2 separate regions of the Oryzias latipes genome follow, and region 2 is linked to region 1. The links are chromatin contacts, called in public Hi-C maps. All regions are on one chromosome and are shown on one strand. The core of a region is the stretch at or near the end of the contact, and the rest is flanking DNA. Distances in the headings are between cores, read along the strand shown. Region 1 holds the start of LOC101158221 (glutamate receptor 3). Region 2 overlaps LOC101158221 (glutamate receptor 3).

Evidence for each region. A called contact is a pair of places that touch in the nucleus more often than the background predicts.
Region 2: a Hi-C map of gastrula embryo shows a contact between it and region 1, with 1.4 times the contacts expected there. The contact joins the enhancer-like site here to the promoter of LOC101158221 in region 1. A contact is called at or near these places in 3 of 5 Hi-C or Micro-C datasets (embryo, fibroblasts and gastrula embryo).

The regions. Positions count from the first base shown.
Region 1 is chr14:16,071,819-16,076,227 of ASM223467v1, forward strand. LOC101158221 (glutamate receptor 3) reads left to right here and starts at 2,805. Exons shown (of 15, transcript XR_909990.3): 1 at 2,805-3,457; 2 at 3,824-3,982. LOC110016393 (a long non-coding RNA gene) reads right to left here. Exons shown (of 2, transcript XR_002291688.2): 2 at 4,236-4,409.
Region 2 is chr14:16,140,343-16,144,403 of ASM223467v1, forward strand. It overlaps LOC101158221 (glutamate receptor 3), which reads left to right. Exons shown (of 15, transcript XR_909990.3): 13 at 562-809. Among protein-coding and RNA genes, the nearest start is that of LOC110016391, 26 kb to the left of the region's middle. Within about 2 kb of position 1,694, at least 1 of the 8 cell types and tissues checked has an H3K27ac peak or open chromatin away from gene starts, as enhancers often do. A contact at or near this core is called in gastrula embryo, where this site is marked.

The sequences.
Region 1 (4,409 bases), core at 1,555-4,054:
TTGCTGGATTTGAGCCACACACTCAAAAAAAGCGGATGTTTTCCCAGTATCCCTTTGCTGCATAGAGTTGCTTCAAAGCAAACAAACTACATTTTCATGTCTCTCCATTGGTCATTTTAATAAAAATAACTTTTTTTTTCTTCCAAAAATGCAATAAGTCAAATTATTGTCCAATGAAATGAGAAAGTGCTGTGACTTTAATTATAGGTGGAGGGGGTCCTTTTCTGTAAGCTGTGCTACAAAAGAGAAATTATCATTTAAAGTTAAGATAAAGATGACTTTTTTTTAACATGTTTATTCATTATATATTATGTTTATTTTATATTTATGTAAATGCAATATCAAAAATATGCAAATGTGCATTGGGATGTTAAGAAGTTCTTTTGATCGTTGTTTTTCTACTTCTAAAGAATCATTTATTCAGTAAAATTGTTCATTTTCATTCGTTTCTCAAGGCAACACTAGTCAGTGGGTTTTCAGGTAACACGATGCATTAGCATGCCTGTGTAGACATGCGTTTGTAAGCATGTATATGATCACAGTCGATGTTTTAACTATACAACCATCACAGGAAATGGACATAAAAAACATTTTATGGAAGGAGACCTCGGGAAATTACAGTCAGAGAGACTCCCTCAGAAAGTGAGGACAGCAAAGCTTCAGAAAATGACAGTGAGGAAGTGGAGAAACAGATTCATGAATCAGGTTTGAGGGACAGTTTTGAGCTCAGGGTTCAACAAAGGGATCAGTCGGAACAGTAATTGTGTGTGTGCATATGTGCTGGTCTTATAGCAGTTATTTGTCTCTTAGTATATATTTCCTTTTTTGAGCAGAAAATGCAATTTACCCCTCTGTTTAACACCTGATTGCAACTGCTTCCTGAAATTCCACACCGACTTAGATGAGGAACTCTTGAGAAATTGCAAATACAAGTTTTTGGATATATTTTGTTGTTTTGATGTTTCATGAAATGTTTACATAGTTTATTTGCTGTTTGTTTGTTTGTTACTTCACGTTTGTTGTATTGTAAAATTCATTTACAATACAATTGATGATTATCTGGTGTTTTACTACCCTCGTTGCACAGTGTTGCCTTGAAGCAACAAACCAATATCTGGTTGGGGGGTTAGGGGTGATCAATTTTACAATTAGGTAAGGGACCCCAAATACCCAAACATAGGGTGAAATATGTTTTACTCCCATAATTAAAAAGTCATGCTGCAGGGTTATTCAGACGTGTGCTAAGAGCAGTTTTCAAAATAAAAGCAATTCTGTTTAATTGGATTACGTGAGTTTTCTGTGCAGTTTCTTTTTTCATTTTCAGTACCACTAAGCTTACATGTATGCATATTTTTTCACTTTTTCTCTTTAAAAAGAAAAAAGCATCACTTTGACCAATTGTGATGTGTATTATAAGCAAGTAACAAGAAATCAATTATATTTACTGAACATAAAATAAAAGTAAAATAAATCTAAAATCTTGGAAACTTTGTGAAGTCAAATTTATGCTAAAGCAGCTAAAGGAAGCCTTGACGGTATTTGGGTCAGGGTCGACTTTGAACCACACAAACAGACCTCAAGATTAGATTTCAGTCTTTTAACATATTTAAATATGCGTAACATATACTGTGGAGGAAATTTGTATTTGATCCCTTGCTGATTTTGTAAGTTTCCTCACTTAAAAACAAGTCTGTCGTCTTAATGGTAGCTTCACTTGAGGTCAGAGATAGAAAATCACAAACAAAATCAAGAAATCATCTCAAATGAATTTATATAAATTTATTAGCATTTCATTAGGGGAAATAAGTATTTGATCCCTCTTGCCAGAAAGACTTAGTACTTTGTGGTAAAACCCTTATAGCAGCACAGAGGTCAGACGTTTCTTATAGTTGATTATGTAAATAACAGGAGGAATTTTGGTCCACTCTTATTTACAAATGACTTAAGATTTAGCCACTTCATGTCCTTTCTGCTTCTTCTTCAGTTGTTCTTTGGTTGCCTTGCCTGAACATTTTGGGCCATTATCCTGTTAGAAGAACAGATTTAAGCCTCCTAGTGGAGGGAAGAAGGTTTATAGTCCATTCCAATCTTGTGCAGTATGGAAGCGATTCTGTTTGCCTTTTACTTTTATTTATGCTACAGAATCGCTTCCATAGTGCAGATCCACAATCTTCTCCCTTTAATCCAATGAAAGCTCTTTTGTCTTTTTCATGTTGGAGAGCTTGGAGTCTAACTGACTGATTCTGTGGACAGAAGTCTTTTCTACAGTGATTAGTTCAAACAGGCGTCTTCAATTCAGGTGACAGGTTGATTAGGAGAGTGTAAACCAGATGTCAAGTACATATGGAATCAAATAGTTATTTCCCTCAATGAAAATTTGTGTAAATTCTTTAAAGTAGATTTGTTGATTTTCCTTTGTAATATTTTATCTCTCACTTTTCAAAGAAACCATTAAGATGACAGATTGTCAATTTCTTTTTAGGAGGGTAAACCTATAAAATCAGCGAGGGATCACATCCTTTTTTATTACACTACTTCAAAACACGTGAGACAGGTTATAGATTGTTAAAAGGCTTCACATTCTTCATGAATGATTAAAGGTATATACTTGTTTTTCTTCTGCAGAACAAATCCGTGGGACAAATGCAAATCATTCAGTGGGATCCTTGGATTAGATGAAACTGTACTTAGTGCATTGGAGTTTGTGCTCTCCCAAACCTGCAGGGGACAGCGTAGGACAGAACTGGCTCTACAGGAGTGCAAAACCAACTCACCCACACACTCTAGGACAGCAGGAACCGATGCTGGCTGGCTGGCTGGCTGGCTGGACGGATGGACGGATGGACACATCCTCCCAAGCCTTCCATGTGAACTCCAGTCAGAACAACTGACTTCATCCTTGTGATGCTCAGTCACACACACACACATCAACACCCGCCCCCCACCAGCACAGACTGCACCTCCTCAACTCTGCAGTGACGCGCAGAGGAAGAAAGGAGGCTGCAGTTAGACGAACGCCTCCTTTCCTTTCCCCCCCACATTCTGCTCTCTTTCAATTCGCTCTTCCCTCTTTGGTCCATTTCATCAAGAGTAAGAAGATCTCCCCCTCCCTCCCAACTCCCCATCCTCCTTCACCACCATCTTTGAGATAAAACGCTGGCGCTGGGGCTCCGGCAGCAGCAGAGGCAGAGGCTGGCGCTGCGCTGATGCGCTGCAGTTGCGCTGGCACAGATTCAACGTGGGTGCGCGCAGTGAGGGGGAGAGAGAGGGAGAGACGCCGCATCTTGTGGATTTCTTGCCCCGTGTTCATGCTTCTCCTCGCTCTTCCTCAGCCGGATCCACAGAAGGAGTTGATTTCTCGCTGACAAAATGTGGATTCGTATAGTTGCGACAATCTTCGCAGTCTGGAACCTCTCCGGGGACTCGCAGGCAGGCTTTCCCAACCAAATCAACATTGGTAAGTTCAAAGTGAGGCTTTGGATGCATCACATTTCTTTGTTCTTGCCCCTAGTTAAGATGGCTTTTGCTGAGATTGTTGCCAACTTACTTCTGATCAACCATGTGTGGGTGTTTGTGGGCAGTCTGCTTAAAAACACAGTTGATCCTAATTGCCAGTTTCAGGAGCTGCTTTGTCAAGAGGAACACTTTCCAGGAAATGCCTAATAATGCGCAAATTCAATAAACATTACTGCAGTCTCACTGCAAAAATTAGATCTGTATATCTATCAAAAACGAGAAAAAAAACATGTATTTTGTTATGAGCAAATTATAGTGAACATGGAGTAATCAGAGCATCTTCTCTTGTGTGTTTTCTGTGCTGCAGGTGGACTGTTCATGCGCTCCACAGTGCAGGAGCACAGCGCCTTCAGGTTTGCTGTTCAGCTCTACAACACCAACCAAAATGTGACGGAGAAACCCTTTCATCTCAACTACAATGTGGACAACCTGGAGTCCTCCAACAGTTTCTCTGTCACTCATGCCTGTGAGTATCTGCTCCCTCTGCTTTTCAAAACAACAAAATCAAGTTTTTATTATAAAACATTCCCCCAAAATGCATATTGTTACACATATGTTCTTCATGTCAGCCATCAGACCAAAGATTTGACATATATGTTGTTAGTTTTAAATATGTGACTCTAAAAAGGCCATAAAATGAGTGAAACTTTTTCTCAAATGCTAGATGTGCCTCTCCATGACTGACTCTGTACTGTGGCTGCTGTTATATCTAAAGGTGCTTTTCTTTTTTTTTCTTTTTTACATGTTTTGTTTGACACTTTTAAGTTAGAGCTGTGGCTTTTCAGCTCTCTGATGAGTGAGGGTATCATGACACATACCTGTCTGGAAGATTTGCCTCAACTTAGATCCATCAAATTTAGATTATTTTTATGTAGAAAAACATTATCTACCCT
Region 2 (4,061 bases), core at 444-2,943, 67 kb after region 1:
GAATAACCAGAGCTCTGACAGAAGCCCTCCAAGTTAAACCTTGAGCTGCCATCAAAAATTGATGAAGCTTCAAAGACCCACTCTGATTCACTTTTGAGCTATTTTAGTTATGATTATTCTGTTTTTAGCCAAACTTTTTAAAAACCTGTCCTTTTCTACAGTAGTTGATATGAAATTTGCCTCTGAGTTGTGGGCAGAACTATTGGTGGAGAGCCATTCCTCCTTCCCTTCACCCATCTGTTTACGTGCTCTCCTGCTAGCTTACAGCCCCTCAGCCAAATATGACTGCTGCAACAAAAACAGTGAGCAACATTGGAGCTATCCAGCCATACAGTTTTAAGCCAGATGCCAGCTCAGACGAAGAAAACAAAGACGTACATGGATCCATTTGTTTGCAAGTGGATGTATCAAAATATTCATAAAAAAGCCACAAAAACATGTTAAAAACACCAAAAACCACGTTTTCATCGGAGTGGGTCTTTAAAATAAATGTTTGAGAAAAAGTTGTTTATTAAATTGGTCATCACTAAGGTGTTTCTGTCTTCTCTCTCTTTTCCACAGCGCTCCAAAATAGCTGTTTATGAGAAAATGTGGTCATACATGAAATCCGCCGAACCCTCAGTGTTTGTCAAGACAACACCAGACGGGGTTTCCCGGGTGCGAAAGTCCAAGGGCAAGTTTGCCTTTCTCCTGGAATCCACCATGAACGAGTATATAGAGCAGCGGAAGCCGTGCGACACCATGAAAGTGGGCGGCAACCTGGATTCAAAAGGCTACGGCGTGGCCACGCCCAAAGGCTCTGCATTAGGGTGGGTGGGATAATATAACAATCTCCATGTTGTTATAGTATTCCACCCTCCCTGATGTTTCCTTTTGTCATTCTCTTTTTTTTTTTCTTTTCCTTAATTCATGTTTTTCCAAGTGGGAGAAATGTTCTGTTTGAATTGAATTGAGACATTTTTGTTTGTGTTGTGAGTGCTGATCTGTTTGTGCTGTTCTCTCTGAAGGTCACTGGTATTTTTCTCACACTCAGGATGTTCGTTTGAATGTGGATGTGGACTGTCACCCTCTCCAGCCTTGTTTGTTTCGTTTGTCCTCCCCCCTTCACCCTCCTCTCCTCCTGGTCTCTGTTGTGCCTCTCTGCATTACTGCTTATTTCATTTATTCTTGAATTAATTTGCTAGTTCAGATGCTGCTCTGTCAGTTGTGATAAATGTCAAGCTGCATGCCAGTTTGTACTTATTTCCCATTTAAAGATGACAGAATGTCCCCATCCCGCACACTTCAGTTATGAGCAACCCTCCATGCCACCTTTCAAATACTTAATCTTTTTTTCCTTTTGCTGTAAATTTACTTCTTGCCTTTCCACTCCAGTGAAATTTTGTACCAATTTGTCCCTCCCGTGCTCCCCTAATGAACCATTGATATTTATGACCTATTTCTTACTAATATTCCATATTAGATTTCTCACGGACCTGTTCATTTTCTTACAAGTTATGTTTTATCGTTTCAAGAAATGCTGTTAACCTGGCAGTGTTAAAACTGAATGAGCAAGGCCTCTTGGACAAATTGAAAAACAAATGGTGGTACGACAAGGGAGAGTGCGGCAGCGGGGGAGGTGACTCTAAGGTCAGCCTCGATGTCACCAAAGTCGGGTATCTTAGATCAGAGTAATCGGCAAGGCTGTTGTCACTTTGGAGCCTGAGGCTGACGGCCCCCATCAAGCTACTGATGCACCCGTATGTTTAGCCATTACATTAACACTGTGATCAACTGGGAACCCTTTACTAGGCTAATAGAGGAGATTAAATCATTTAGACAAACTCAAAGTCTTTGATCTAGATGTAGGAAATGCAGCATTTGTGTGGGAATAAATGTTTGGCTTGTGGCTATGAAACACAGGAACTTTTCCACGTTGTTTTTTGTATCCACAGACCAAAAGTGAATTATTTTAGTCGAATAATCCCAAAAAAGTGTGTGCACTCTCTAGTGTCAGACAGGGCAGGCACAGGGAACAGCGTTGTCTTGAGGGGACTAAGCATCGCAGGCAAACGTGAGAACTCTAATGACAGAGTGACCTTTTTATGGGCCAATTTTTTAACCTTTGATTTGTTTATTTTTTTTGTCTGAAAAAATCCTTCTCTCACTGAAATCCAACGTGCAACTGATTAAAAACCTTTGCTTGGTCTCGATTTGAAGCCAGTCAAAGATTCTCCCACCCTGACCTGGTAAACCCCACAGGGACTAAGAAACGACCAGGGGCTCCATTTCCACAAAAGGGTCTGATTTGGATCTTGACTTTTCGGCCACAAGATAACATTTTTAGAAACGATGTATCTTTTGAATTTGATCAGAAGCAGCTGCTGGAAAAGGGCACATTCCAATGTGTTTTATATTAACACAAATGTGTTTAAACCTGCAGAACTGTTAAAGCTTATCCAGGTAAGCAGCTTTGAATACAAATTATTCACTTTTGTTTTTTAGGTTACAGGAGAAGCTCAAAGTAAAACTGTCCTTGATGAACAGCATTTATGCTGCAGCACAATCTCAACCCTGCAAAGCAGCAGGGACACGTGTCTGATCAAGACATCTTTTTGTCACTACCGATCTCCAGCCCCAGACAGCGGGGTGTAGCAACTGTGGATCCATGTCAGACTCTTCTCCCCAGCTCTCATCATGTTCAAAGAATTATAGTGTTCTTTTAGGTTGGAGACCCGAGGTCAGATCTGCTGTTACTGATTCTGGCCTGTCATTTTTTTAGTGAACATGGCACGGATGCTACCAAAGGGGTAGCACAAAAATTCTTCTTCTTCTTCTTCTTGCTGCTGGTTTGCTTTCATCCATTTAGGCCTGGTTAGAGAGAAACAAGCGCATTGAAGCAACATCTTCATGTCTGACTGCCACATTTCTCTGTCCTTATTTCTCTGTCAGAAAGACGCGTGCGGGTAATCCAACAATGAGATGCAAATATGTTGTATGTAACGACCACTGGGGAAATCTGGCTTTCAGAGAAAAACATACAGACGCATAAACAACACAAATTTAGTGGTTTTCATGTTCCTCTGGAATATTTAAGAAAAGCAGCCTCACATTTGTTTTTTAAACAAAGCTGCATGGTTTGCAATATTCTCATTTTTAATCTTGAAGTGTATTTTTTATTTCTTATTTCATGCTGTTTTTTTAACACAACTTTGCAGGCATCCTGAAAGGTAAAGTTATGGTTGAAAAGAAAAATAGGTTTAAGAAATCCTTTATTCTACAGTTGCAATCGTAGTTTTACTTCTTAATTTCTCAAAAGAGGAAGATAACTTACCAAATAGTGGATTTTTTGTCTGATTCTATATGCACAATGCAGTTTGCGGGAGCAGTCCTTATAGGTATTCAATAAAAGTTAGAAGAATTAACTTGAACATGGACAAAAATGACCTTAAATTGAACAATATAAGTCATTTTAATGCTAAAATAGTGCAGACAGTGCGGAACACTTGCAACTTATTAACTTGCTGTAAAACATTCTAACTAAAAGTTAAACAGGTTTTTATCAACTCGTGAAGATATGACTTAGAGAGAAAAACATATAAACCAAAATAAATGAAATTGTTTAAAGATCTACTAATAATTTCTTTAAAATAAGAAAAGGGGTAAAAAGAACTATTTACAGAAATCCTATGTAGTATTCTTGTTGCAGCATGATGTTCAGTTTCAGAGCTGAGCTTTTTCTCTCTGACAAGTCTTTTTTAACACCTCACAGAATCTCAGACCCCTTCCACCTTTGCACCGTGGCTTTAATTCCAGGGTTTGTGGCAGATTTGTTTTTGGATCGATAGAAATAGAAGTGAACTCGGGTCAGATAAATCATCCAATTTCTCAGAGGTTACTTGCTGCTGTAAAATTGCTTCTCCTTCAGACTTTGGAGCAGATTGTAGTGTTTTTCTTTTTGACAGTTGTGTGCAGGTGGAGGTATTCTGGAAAACTTATAACGAATCAAAATGGCTTTGCCAAGTTCAGGAGGAACCCTTTTCTGGCCATTTTTCCTTCTGTTATCTCCACTTGACCTGACA